Regions from separate parts of the Rattus norvegicus genome. Here region 2 is linked to region 1. The links are chromatin contacts, called in public Hi-C maps. All regions are on one chromosome and are shown on one strand. Each heading gives the region's core, a stretch centred on a gene start, on an enhancer-like site or on the middle of the called end of the contact. The rest is flanking DNA. Distances are from core to core; before and after follow the strand shown. Region 1 holds the start of Cyb5b (cytochrome b5 type B). Region 2 holds the start of Nfat5 (nuclear factor of activated T-cells 5).

Evidence for each region. Hi-C and Micro-C count contacts between places; a contact is called where the count stands out from the background.
Region 2: a Hi-C map of liver shows a contact between it and region 1, with 2.7 times the contacts expected there. The contact joins the promoter of Nfat5 here to the promoter of Cyb5b in region 1. A contact is called at or near these places in 3 of 12 Hi-C or Micro-C datasets (frontal cortex, liver and mammary epithelial cells) and 1 of 1 datasets of contacts at active chromatin or transcription factors (oligodendrocytes).

The regions. Positions count from the first base shown.
Region 1 is chr19:51,967,952-51,974,831 of GRCr8, reverse strand. Cyb5b (cytochrome b5 type B) reads right to left here and starts at 2,221. Exons shown (of 5, transcript NM_030586.2): 1 at 2,054-2,221. The coding sequence starts at 2,215.
Region 2 is chr19:52,107,744-52,114,518 of GRCr8, reverse strand. It overlaps Nfat5 (nuclear factor of activated T-cells 5), which reads right to left and starts at 5,036. Exons shown (of 15, transcript NM_001107425.1): 1 at 4,158-5,036; 2 at 2,434-2,487. The coding sequence starts at 4,230.

The DNA of each region.
Region 1 (6,880 bases), core at 972-3,471:
TTTTTTAAAGGAGGAAAAACAAACCTGCGAGTCAGATGTGGTGGCATAAAGTTGAAATCCCAGCTCTAACGAGGCTAAACTAGGAGACCTACAGAAAATTTAATGTCTAGCCTGGGCTATGGAGTAAAATCATGTCTCAAGCATCGATGCTCAGGGATAGAGTACTTCAGCTGCCTGGCATGTGCAAGGATCCTGATCATTCCCTGACCTTGGGTAGGGAGGGAGTCATCCACTACACAAATCAAAATCACCAACTCTTGACTTTTTCTCATTGCCTACTAGAAAAAAATTATTAGCATAGTATCCTCTTTGTAAAACTTCACACTGAGACTCTGGAGGGAAGATATGACTCTGAAAAACTAGCTCAGAAGTAGTGTTTGCCTGGCATGTGCAAAGCCTTCATATACAACATCCTATACCACACGCACACAAAGAAATTAATTTTTCTCAGAACAAAGCTGTGTTATAAGATGTCAGCCATGGGGTTGGGGATTTGGCTCAGTGGTAGAGCTCTTGCCTAGCAAGCGCAAGGCCCTGGGTTCGATCCCCAGCTCCGAAAAAAATAGAAAAAAAAAAAAAAGATGTCAGCCATAAGGGTAGTATTCTATAACAAAATAAAATGATCATACAAATCCAACCTTCAAACTAATCTTCAGTGACTGTTCCACACTGGTTCCCTGGGTTAAGAATGACAGCGAGGCTGGAGAGATGGCTCAGCAGTTAAAAGCACTGACTGGTCTTGGAGAGGTCCTGAGTTCAATTCCCAGCAACCACATGGTGGCTCACAACCGTCTACAGTGGGATCTAATGCCCACTTCTGGTCTGTCTGAAAACAGCTACAGTGTACTTATATATAATAAATAAATCTTTCAAAAAAGAATGACAGACAGCCAAGGAACAAGAGGGAGCGAAAATGTTCAATTTCTTTACTGAGGTGACCACATGGCCAAATACACAAATGGCCTCCTGTCAAACCCCAGGACAGACAGTGACAGTGTTTGCCTAATAAGCACAAGGGACTGGATCCCTAGAAAGGCACGCTTGGGAAGATTAGAAGTTCAAGTTCTACAAAGACTATGTAATCGAGATGAAGATCAGACCCTGTCACAAGAAGGGGCGAAAATTATCTGTTGCCCAACAGTCTCCAAGAGATCCTGGGTAATGAGATTTGATTTGAAGAGCTAACAAAAGGGTTGAAAGCCAGGTGCTGGTGGCCCACGCCTGGTCTACATAAAAGTTCCAGGACAGAAGATACATTCAGAAGGCAGAGGCAGAAGGATCTCTGAGTTCCAGGCCAGCCTGGTCTACATAAAAAAGTCCCAGGACAGAAGATAGGGCTACATAACTAGGCTGTCTTTATTTCTTTCTCTCTCTTTCTCTCTCTCTCTCTCTCTCTCTCTCTCTCTCTCTCTCTCTCTCTCTCTCTCCCTCCCTCCCTCCCTCCCTCCCTCCCTCCCTCCTGCTCCTGCCTAACCAGGAACAGGGTGGGAGGGTGGGAGGAATCTCACCTCATTGGTTAAGAGCACATACTGTTCTCTCAGAAGATTCAAGCTCAGTACCCAACACCCACATCAGGAGGCTCACAACCTCCTCTTACTCCAGTTCCTAGCATTCTGACCTCTGGCTTCTCTAAATGCATATGCCCCGGCACACATACATAATTTAATTGTTTTTAATTAAAAAAAAAAAAAAGTCCTGCCTTCTCAAGAAAATAAAAGCCCCAAAAGCATTGCTTTCTAAGGCATACTTCCTGGAAAGTAAGGAGCAGTTCTGAACTGGGTTCGAGTGGATAGGTCGTTAAGTGCGTGTGCCCTTGAGAGTTCTCAGCCTCTGCGAGCCTCAGTTTCTCTTTATGGAAAACGGGTTGATGGTGTAGCGTGTGGTCTAGCATACTTCAAGTGCTCCGTGCATTAAGAAATGCACGTTGTCACCCGAGGCAGAGACTGCAGTCCCTCAGAGGATCACGGCCCCTTCCGGGCGCCGGACGGCTACGCGTGGCCTCCTCCCCTCACCCGGGCAGCGCGCGGGGGCCTCCCGTCACCCAGGCCCGCACCTCGCTGAGGAAGCGGGTGATATCGTAGACTCGCCCGTGGATCACCATCCACGTCTCCTCCGCGGTATTTCGCTTCGCCACCTCCTCCAGCCGGTAGTAGGTGACGGCGGGGTCGGAGCCCTGGCCATTCCTGCCGCTGCCGCTGGCCTCTGGGGTCGCCATTGGATCCGAGTCCCTCTCGGCCGCTATCTGGGATTCTGCGGCTAACTTCCTTCACGCCGGGCCCGCGCTTGGTCCTTGTCGGCTTCCGTAACCGGGTAAAACCTGGTCTGACGTCCAACTGACCAATCAGAGTCGTCCAGCCCCTTCAATCTTGCCAATCAGGTACAGTGATTTTGGACCGGCACCTAAACGTGGCTGGGTGACAGGTGTCACCTCAGGAGAGCATTCTCTTTGCTCGGCCCATGAGAAGGCAGGGGCCTAAAAGAACAGAGCCGGTCTCCAGAGTGTCTTTTCACCTCCTGCCACCCAGGTTCCCCAAGTCACCGGAAGCGCTTTTTCCCCCTTTATCTTCCCAACCAGAATTGCAACCCCCGTGTTACAAGCTTTACTGTCTCCTCCCCCTCCCCCTCCCCGATTTGGGTGACTGGTTCCCTTTAGGCTCCAAAAGACTCACCAATTAAAATAGGCGTGGTGACCTCTACCTTCCTTGCCCAGAGGCTTGGCAGCCTGGATGAGAGTGTGTTAAGAGAGGACTACGCTCAGCAATTGCTGAGTGCTGGACTCCAGGGCTCCTAGGCACAAGGCCGTAGACAACAGTTGGGGTGAGGGTAGATGTCCCAAGTTTCCTCCACTACAGACAATATATTCTCTAGTCGAATTCTTCAGTGATCAGGGCCTATCTACACCGTTTTAGTTTCTAAATGGCCTAAAATAGGATTTACTTCAGATGACCCTTGCTAAAAGTCTAGGGCATTTGGAATTCTAAGTTAATGGGCAAGGTTGTGAGCCTTTATCTTTAATTGCCATAAAAACTAGTAGGCTGATCATCCTAAAATCATGGCGTTACTTCACAGCCTAGCACTCATGACTCTGTAAACTATTTGCAACCTCTTTCACTAATTGTATGTATGTATGTATGTATGTATGTATGTATGTATTTAGAAACATGTGTCAGTATGTAAGTCTGGCAAGCCTGGAACTCACAGAGATCCATATGCCTCTGCCTCCCAAGCACTGGGTTAAAAGTGCACCACCATGTCCACTTTCTGTATCCTACATCCCTAATTACACAAATTATATACTGTAGTTTGCGCTGATGGTTGTCATAAAATACTGACGAAAACTAGCTTGAGGAGTACAGGATTTATTTGGCTTGCTGGTTCTAAGCTGTCGTCTCCACAGAAGCCAAGGCCAGAACTCAAGAAAGGAACTGAAACAGAGACTACAGGGGAGCTGCTGATTGGCTCACTTTTCAGGCTCCTGTTGAGCTACCTTTCCAATACAGCCCACATGCCTACAGATGGTGCAGCCCATGGTGGCCTGGGTCCTCCTACATCAATTAGCAATCGAGAAAATGAGCTACAGACATGCCCACAGGCCAATCTGAGGGAGGCAATTCTTTTGAGGTTCTGTTACTATGAAGGGAAACCCTTACAGTTCTTAGGATTTCCCACAACCCCTAAATTCAACCATGTATATTAATTTCCAGAATTTCTCCTTTCTGAAAACTTACTGCATCACAAGTTTCATAACAGAGTCTGAGGGAGAACAGCAATACAAGAAGCAGGCTCTTTGTCATGTTTTTTACTTTCATTGTTTTGTGAGGATGTGAGATTTAGAAATCTGTGTGCGCACTCATACATGCAGAAGGAAGCTAGAGGAGTGTGTCAGGTGTCTTCCTCTGTCATTCCTCCTCTGGTTACCTGAGAGAAAGTCTCTCACTGAACTTGGAGTTTGCTGTTTTCAGCTATGCCGGATGGCCAGCAAGCTCCCAGGATCTGCCTTTCTCTATCACCACCCCAGAACTAGAATTACAGATGTATGAAGGCCTGCCTGGCTTGTAACGTGAGTGCTGGGGACTTGAACTTTTAAGTCCTCATTTTTGCTCAGCAAGTGCTATTACCTTCTGAGCCCCTATTGTGGCGTCACTCCCCCCACCCCACTTTTTAAAAAGTACATTTGTTTACTTATGGGGGAATCCCTATAGAGGTCAGAGGACAACTTTTAGTAGTCAGTTCTCTCCTTCTACCATGAAGGTTGCAAAGATCAAACTCAAATCATCAAGCTTTGTGTAAACACTTTTACAAGCTGAGCCATCTCTCTGGCCCTTTGTGTGTGTGTGTGTGTGTGTGTGTGTGTGTGTGTGTGTGTGTGTGTGTTGGGTTTTGGTTTTGGTTTTGGGTTTTTGGGGGGTTTTTTTGGCTTAGGGTCTTATGTGACCTCAAACTGACCCTGTAGCCAAGGATGACCCTACCTCCTAATCCACCTAGCTCCGTTTCCCAAATTCCAGCCACCACTTCCAGCAAGAAACAAACTCTGGAAGCTGAAGGTGTAAAAACTGAATGCTGGTTTAGCATGCCCGAGGTCCCAGGTCCAAGTACCAGTTCTCCTTCAAAAGAAATAAAAAGATAGACTCGGGTGCTGGAGAGATGGCTCAGTGGTTAAGAGCACCGACTGCTCTTCCAAAGGTCCTGAGTTCAAATCCCAGCAACCACATGGTGGCTCACAACCATCTGTAATGAGATCTGATGCCCTCTTCTGGTGTGTCTGAAGACAGCTACAGTGTACTTATATATAATAAATAAAATCTTAAAAAAAAAAAAGATAGACTCAGAGAGGCATACACTATATGTGCCTCTGCCTCCAAGTGTATACATGTATGTTTGTGTGATTTAATTCCTAGAGATTATTGTCAAAAGCAGTGGAAACATTTTTGATAAGTGAACAGTCTGAAAGGAACCTCAGAACACATGACTCTTCTGAGAGTTCTCTGCCACACATGCAGGGACCAGTGGGTCTGGATATAGAACCAGAAATCAACACTTTCAGCAAGCATTTCCATGGGTTCTCATGCAGTTTGTCTATGAACAGTGTTTAAAAAAAACAAAAACAAAAACAAAAAACACGGGGCTGGGGATTTAGCTCAGTGGTAGAGCGCTTACCTAGGAGGCGCAAGGCCCTGGGTTCTGTGATAAAAATACCTTTATCATTCATATGACAATTTATTTAAAGCACTCTTATCATTTCTTTTCTACCCCCAAGTAGGAAAGTTAAGTGCAAGGCTGTTTTTAAAGACCTTGAGAGGCTACAATGGAAAAGTCTTTTGGCACAGGGGGAGGTTGTAGAGGCTTATTTGGAGTCCTTCCAAAGCAAAAGTAGATGTGCCTTGAGGGCCTGGGGACTGAAACTGGGATTTCAAAGGCTGTCAAGAGGAGAGGGGTTAGGACTTCTTCTAGGAGCAGGGACCCCCACCAACTTTCTCAAAGGGATAACAGTAAGCGATGGGACCTCAGAGAAGGAATATACCACAAGCTGCAAGACTGGACCCTATCTGCAGGGTGACAGATTAGCAGACTTGAGCCCCAATGTGGAAATTGTCCTCTCTGCCATAGACTGCTTAGATAGTGACCAATGTGAACTGAGGGCAGAGGAAGCTTCTAGAGTGTATTGCAATGTGAGAAGCACTGAGCAGAAGATGAATATTTATAAGTGACAAGAGTGGTCATCATTATGGTAAAATTATTAGATTAAAATGTTTGGGGCACAATTACCCATACCACCTTTAATCCCTGCACTCCGGGAAACAGGCAGGCAAATCTCTGTGAGTTCAAGGTCAGCCGGGTCTACATAGTAAATTCCAGGCTAATCAGAGTTATACAATGAGACACTCTCTCATAAATAAGTAAATAAAATAAGATTTTTTGAGTTATTAAAGTTTTGGGGGGCAGGGGTAGGTATTTTTGTTTCTGTATTTATTTGTTTTGTTTCATAATTCCAGCAGGTAAATTGAAAAATATGCAATGAAATCCCATATGCTTTTTACTTGGGTTTATTGATTGTTAATACTTTATTTTATTTGTTTGTTTGTTTGCTTAGACAGGGTTTCTTTTTGTGTGAACTTGGCTGTCCTGGAACTCACTCTGTAGACCAGGCTGGCCTCAGACTCACAGAGATCCACCTGCCTCTGCCTCCTGATCTCTGGGATTAAATGTGTGCACCACTACTGTCTGGCTAATATTTTTTTAATATTTTGTTTCTCTCCTGTCGCGCCCACCTCGTCCGGCAAGGAAGACGCAACACGGTTGGATTCTTCTCAACAGCCTTTACTGCAGGACACCTTCTTTGTTGATACAGGGAGGCGGCGGCAGCCAGCCCTAAGTGTTACAGCTCCAAGTGTTACAGCTCCAAGTGTTACAGCTTTAAGTGTTACCCCGCCGAGCGGCAAAGCCGCTCGGCTTATATACACAACAGTATGCTAATCTTCTTTCAGGGATTGGTGGGGCATGAGTCACCCCACTGCATCCCAGCTACTTGTCCTCCAGAGATTGGCGAGGCATGAACTCCCATTTAGCATAGTACCGCCCCAGCCAGACTGACGTCAGGTGCAAAACTCCACGCATGCTCAGTACTGTTGTTAGGAGGGCGCCAGATTCACCTCATTATCATACAGCTGTCGCACCGCTCCCTACACTCTCCCTGTTTTTAATATTCGTGTTTATAGTACTGACTTCAGACATTATGATCTTTACTTCCAAGTAATTCTGCATTAACAATCATGTAAAATATTATTTAGGCAGCTGTGGTGGCTCAGGCCTTGAATACCAGCACTCAGGAGGCAAAGGCAGGTAGATTCCCATGAGTTCAAGACCAGCCAGATCTACATAC
Region 2 (6,775 bases), core at 3,787-6,286, 140 kb before region 1:
TGGCAGCAACCCCAGCATTTGGGAGGCAGAGACAGAACTCTCTGAGTTCCAGGCCAGCCTGGTCTATGGCATGAATTCTAAAATAGCCAGGGCTACAGAGAGAAACCTGTCTCAAAAACAAAACAAAACAAAAAACAAAAAAACAAAAAAGTCTACCTCCTTAAATAATTAACACATTTTTCCTTTTTTCATCTTGCCTTGTAATCTGATTATGATATTCCCCAGGAAAGATAGAACAATGCAGACATATATGGTCTCATATCACCATAAACAATAAGAACAAAACCTAAAAATCTCCCTCAATAAGAAATACTTCTACATGCCTTTAATCCAGCACTTGGGAGACAGAGGCTGGTGGGTCTCTATGAATTTGAGGTCAGCTTAGTCTACAGAGTGAGTTCTAGGACAACAGGGGCCACCTAGTGAGACTGTCTCAAACAGAACAAAACAAAATAGCCACAAACAGCAATAACAAAAATATTAGTCTTGAAAAACAAAAATAAAAAAAAAACTTCTAAAAATGCCTCTTCTATTTGGATTGTACTTTTTAAAAAAGTATCGTCATACTAATATATTCTCTCTCTCTCTCTCTCTCTCTCTCTCTCTCTCTCTCTGTACAAATATAACTGGTAAATATTTGAGGATGTTTTATATGTTCTAAATCATATTGCTAAAACAATATAGCTGATGCTAAAGTTAAAAAAAAATAACTTTTAGGGGACTGGAGAGATGGCTCAGTAGTTAGGAGCACTGGCTACTCTTTTCGAGGACCTAAGCTTGATTCCCAGTACATACATGACAGCTCATAACCATCTGTAACTCCAGTCTCTGAGGATCCAACACAGATCTTTCTGGGCTCTGTGAGCACAAGATACACACATGCTACACAGACATATAGGCAAGCAGAACACTCACACACTCAAAAATAAACCTCAAAGACAACAAAAAAAACCCTTACATTTATAAAATACCTTCTTAAATAACACATTTTCAGTATCTTTCTACTTCCTGATAATCTGATTATGATACCCCTCTGCCAAGGCTCAGTTGCCCCATTCTTGAAAACCCCAGGTTAAATCCCCAATACTGCTGGGCATTATAGCATACCCCTAAATCTCAGCACTCAAAGAGGAGGCAGGCAGATCTATGTTCCAGATCAGTTTGGTATATAAGGAGTTCCAGGTCAGAGATGCACAGTAAAACCCTGTCTCAAAACCCAAAAATAAGTAAATAAGTAAATCCCTTGTCTGCCCAATAATATAGTAATAAATAAATAAATAAAGCCAAACACTGTAACTAGGCATTTTAATACACATTACCTCATTAAGGAGATACCTACTTTTGTAGAAAGAATAATGAAGTTTAGAATAGTAAAATCACTTGCCTCAGGTCACAGCGCTGAAGAAGTTGCTAAACTGGTATTCAAACCTAAGCTGAATTACAACACCCACTTCCTCCACTGTATCTACAGGTCTACCTACCTCTAAGGGAGAAAAAAAAGCTATATTGAAGTCCTATGAAAATATTTAAAGCCTTTTCCAAAGAGATCATAAAGTACTTGTTATGTCACTGGATACATATATTTCACAGTAGCGCTTGGCTTTGTGTAAGGAGTACTGACTATAACACAGAAAGCATTGTTTCTGCTGATGTTGAACTTTCCCCCCACGCCTCTTACTTTCAGCTTGTTTCTCAGCTCTATACAATGGAGAAATTAAATGACTATCCTTGATAACTAACACCAAGTCCCTAAAACTCAAAGTGTAAAGTCTAAAAAATAAATCTATCGAAACAATGCAGAGTTAAAATATTTATTACAATGAAAAAATGGTTTGTTTGGGTTTTTTTTAAGCAATTGTCAGCTATTTAAGGTACATATCCTATTAACTTTCCCAGAACTTTCCTGGGGCCTTTTTTTTTTTTCTAAGCACCATTCCTATATGTAGCTTTTCTTATCCTTACATATAATGAAATAGAAATAACATCAATACTTGGTAAATACATTATATATTGTTTTGAAATTTACAACATCCAAAAGTTTTCTGTTTGGAATTTTCAAACTAAGTATGTGTTTGGTGTCACTGCTGCATTTATTAATTTATCATCCTTATGTTTCAATCTTTTCAAATTTAGTTTGTGTTTAAGAACAATTTAACGGAAATACTATAAAATAGAACACCCAACACATAATTTTAAATGACCCTAAGGGGTTTTCCCAAGGCCTCTCAAAGCAGATACAACGGCCTACAAGCAATTCAAGCACAGCAATGAAATCCACTGAAACATTTAGCTGCTCTAAAAGAAGGATCAGGGTCCTTAGCAAAAAACCTACATTGTGTGAGTCTGCAAAGTTTCCCACTTTCCCACTTCCACTTCATCAGAGAGAGCCTTTGCACACTAACACAATATGCTGTACAGTGCCACTTTGCTGACCTTCCAATAGTCCAGCTCTATGAAAATTCTGTGATGGGTGTAACTTCAGAGAATCTGAAAAACACAAAAAGCATTAAGTACTTTTTATGCTGAATGAGAAAAAATGCCAAGGATAGCATACATCTCTTACATAACTATTATGTATTTTTAAGAGCCTAAGCCCATATTAGTTTAGTCTGTTCTCTGCAAAAGGAAGGTTGGGCTGCTTCTACACTGGTCTCTAAAGCTAAACTTAGATTTTGATAAAGCATTTGTTTCATGGAAAATTATCTGATGATTACTGCCCAAATGGTATTACTGTGTTGACTATTTTTAGCATCAAATTGTGCATTAGCCCTATTCTAAGGAACATCTCTTGATATTTTCTCTTCCTTATGACACTTCAAACTTCAATATTTCTAAACTTCAGGTAATATCTGAAAAACGTCTACAGGATAGTGACTGCCATCTAAAGTCATCAAAGCAACAGACAATGGCCTAACAGTTACTAAATAGGACTCTGTGTACAAATTCAAAAGTCTATAAAGTCTGGCACCTTCCAGGGTAAACCATATCCCTCTGATTCACTTAATATAAATACACTAATGCCAGGCTGAAGTCCTCCTCCACCCCGAAGAGATGAAATTTTCTGGTAAAACCAAAAATAGGAGAAATGATGGATTTCTCGGGGAAAGGGTTCACCATGATATATTTTTAAAAAATATAATAGAACGGTCTTTTGCCTTCTCTCGCTGGTATAAGAAGTAGCAATGAGCACAGATGGGGGTGTTTTTGATTTGATACCCCTTGGAAAGGAAACCTGTTCTGACACATTCTTGTGGTGTCCAGTATAGGAATTTAACCCCAGCAGAGATCACCTCAAGTATTAATGTTTTAGATGCTGGGAATCCCCTGCAGGCCTTGGCCAAAATAGTTTTTAATGGGAATCTCTGTTCATTGCCTTCTCTCTGCACGAAGCTCTTGAACAGCAAAGAAGAGAATTTTTCTTAAAGGGCAGGACTGAGCCTGGTACTCCAGGGAGAGGTATACAAGTAATCCAGGGAGGGCATCCCTATCTTTGTAAAAGAGGAGAAGTAATTAGAATGTCACGGAGGTGGAAAGAGAGAAAGAAGATCGGGGCCTTTTCCAGGCAAGAAGATGACGAGGAAAGGAAGAACGCCTGGCCGAGGGGGGCCGTCCCGACATGGGGAGGGAGTGGACTAGGCCGGGGAGGGGGGGGGTAAGGACGACCGCGCACAAACAAGACCAGAGGGAGAAAAAAATGGTGACCCTGAGCTCGGAAGCCCCTTGGGGCCACGCAGCCCGGCGTGGGGCAACTTTGCCAAGGAGAAGAGTCGGGGGTACATGAGCCGCGGCGCCCCGACCCCCCCCCCGGGCGGCTCCAGCAGCGGGACCAGTGGGGTGATTCCCTTGCCGGGGGAGGACTGGACCAGCAGTCCGCCGAGGGTGGTGGAGTCCGGATCCGCCGACCGGCAGGTTGCGAACCTCTGGGGCCGCAGAGGACTCGGGGCAGCGAGGAACCTGAGCCCCCTGCCACTCTGCGCTGCGCTGGGGAGGGGGCGCCGCTCCGCAGCTCCGAGATCACTCCTGGCCCTCGCGGCCGGCCCAGGACTCTCGTGAGGGGCAACCTCGCCAGAACCCGGCCCCGACGGGGACCCCCCGGGACTCGACGCGCTCGCGCTCCCCGCCCCCACGCCCCACCCCCCACCCCCCATCTGACTCACCTCGCGAGTACAGGGACTTGGGCGATTCCAGGTCTAGGTCCGCGCTGAGCAATGAGATGAAGTCCGAGGGCATCGCAGCTCGACCCAGCCCGGCCCGAGGGCAGCGGGAGGGGGGGAGCGGCGGTGGCGGCGGCACCTCCTCTCCGGGATCCGCGGGCACCGAACCGGGGGCGGTGAGACGAGGGCGGCAGCCGCTGCCTCCTCCTCCTCCTCGAGGGCAGTCACTTCCCACCCGGCCGAGCGACGAGAAGGGCTTCGGAGTGGAGAACAGCTCTGTGGAGTGGAAAACTGACTCTCGGTGAGTCCAGAGAGAAGAAGGTTCGGACGGGGAAGGGGAGAGGGAGAGCCAACGGGTCCGTTTCGGGCTTCTCCTCAGCGAACACTGACGGCCGCCGCCACCGCCGCCGCCGCTGACAGGAATCTGAGCCCCGCCCCCTCGTGAGGCACTGCGCACGCGCGGAGGGGGGAGGTCCGGGAGCCCGGAAGAGCCTGGTGGCCGACGGAGGGCGGACAGGCGCGCCACAGAACAGCATCAACAAGGGCTTCGCTTCCTGCCGTCGCTGCCGCGGCTGCTGCTGATCCCGGGCTGGGAAAGGGCCCCGCCAGGAGGGAGGGAGGAGGGAGGCGGCCTGGCTTCTGGGGCCCTGAGAAGGGAAAAGATTTTTGCCACGACCTGGTGGCGGCGAGCCTGAGGCGGCCGGCCCTACACCGTGCTGTACTTAGGAGGACACAGACCCTCGGGACCTAGATGTCTGCAAGGAGCCGCAAAGACCTCCAGAGACTTGCAGCCATCGAAGCCCGCACGCTTGAGCTCGCACAGGGGAATAGAGTTCCATGGCTTGGACAGCAACCCAGCCCTTCGGGGATTTTCATAGCAGTTTCTGCAGTGAGCTGGCCAAGGACTGTCAGACTCACTTTTTAATTAACAAAGGGCAAACCATGCTCTAATACCCCCCACCCCACCCCCACCAGGAGTTATTGAGTTTTGTTTGTGAATTTTTTTGTTGTTCTTGTTCGTGTTTTTTGTTTATTTTTGTTGGCCCTCTCTGGCTTGGAGCTCACTACATAGATCAGGCTGGCCTCAGACTCAGAGATGTGCTTGCCAGGTTACCCACACCACATTCATGGCAACTGTATTTATTTATTTAGACACGAGATTTTGTGATGTAGGTCTAGCTGGCCTGCAATTCACCAGGTAGATTTAGATTGGCCTCAAATTTAGGGCAATTCTCCTGACTCAGCCTTCCAAATGCTGGGATTACAGGAGCGTACCACCATGCCTGGCTTTAATTTTTTTATTTTATGTGTAATGATACCCGAATTTTATGTGATAATGAATACCCGAATTTACTCCGGAGTGGAAAATAAAAGACGATTTGAAAATTGGATCATGTGCTGTGTGTGTGTGTGTGTGTGTATGTGTGAGTGAGTGAGAGAGAGAGAGAAGCAAACATATTCTTCCAAACAGGTTTTCATTTTGCACTGTACTAAGGGAGAATGGAGGAAAAACATGTAAATGAGTTTTTTTGGCTGCTCTGTTCATGGGGGCTAAAAGTTTCCGTTGCAAAAACAAATCCTCACCTACACCACAGACTGTTTCCTGACTCTAATAGACTTCTGGGAAATTTTTAATCGAGTTATTAAAATATCAATTGGAGCACAGGGTGTGCATCTTGGAAAATAATTTTTAATTTTAAGTGGGATTTTTTGATGCCAGCAGCCACATGGGCAGTGTTTTTGAGGTATTCGAGATGCCTTGATTTATAGTAATGGGTCTACAAAGCTAGTCACAAATCCTAAAACCCTGCGGATTTATAAATCTTTCACAAGGTTTTGACTCTGTGAATTTGGGCACTTCACCTGGACTCAGAATGCTGGTATTGGGGAAGAGTCTCTGAGCAAGAGAGGCCCAGCGCAGGCATCCCTGGGGTGGGCCCCTGACAGAGCTTAACCTGCAGACCTAGAATTTACATCTGTGTCATCAGCAGCCACCGATCCTTTCATCTGAACATCTGATACAGGTTGCCCAATCATCTTCAGTGAATTCTTAGTGGTAATTAACAACGAACCCTGTGAGCATTTTCATCTGTCCAAGGGAAGAAAGGTTTTTAGAGCCACCCCAAGACATAGCAGAGCAAAACAGGAAACTACCCTCAAATTTCTATGGCCACTGTACTCTGTTGTAACAAGTCCCAAGGAAAATCCCTTCATAACTGCTACCCTCCTCATTTGATAAGAGAAGATTCAAGCCTCCTATTGCCCAACTACACTAAGGACAATTGAAATCCTATAGCTTTGAGTTGGAGTACAACATTGGTTGGTGACCTAGCCCTTCCATTAGTCACTACATAATACATGAAGAGGAAATTACAGTGTACCAGGCTGAGCCTTGGTACTGAGGAAGCGGGGCGAGTGGCTGAGCATATTCCTTTCGCCAAACCTATGAAATTGAAACACACTTAGGGTCTAGGAAATCCCCTTTCTGACCCTACTTAACAAGTCAAGAAGGGACAAGGCCTCTTCCCCTTTCTTTCAGCTCTTCTCTGACCTTTACTGAATTTTTCCATTATGCTTTCTTGTTGATCAAATTTCCTCTGCTTAGAGAATAGCAAAAAGAA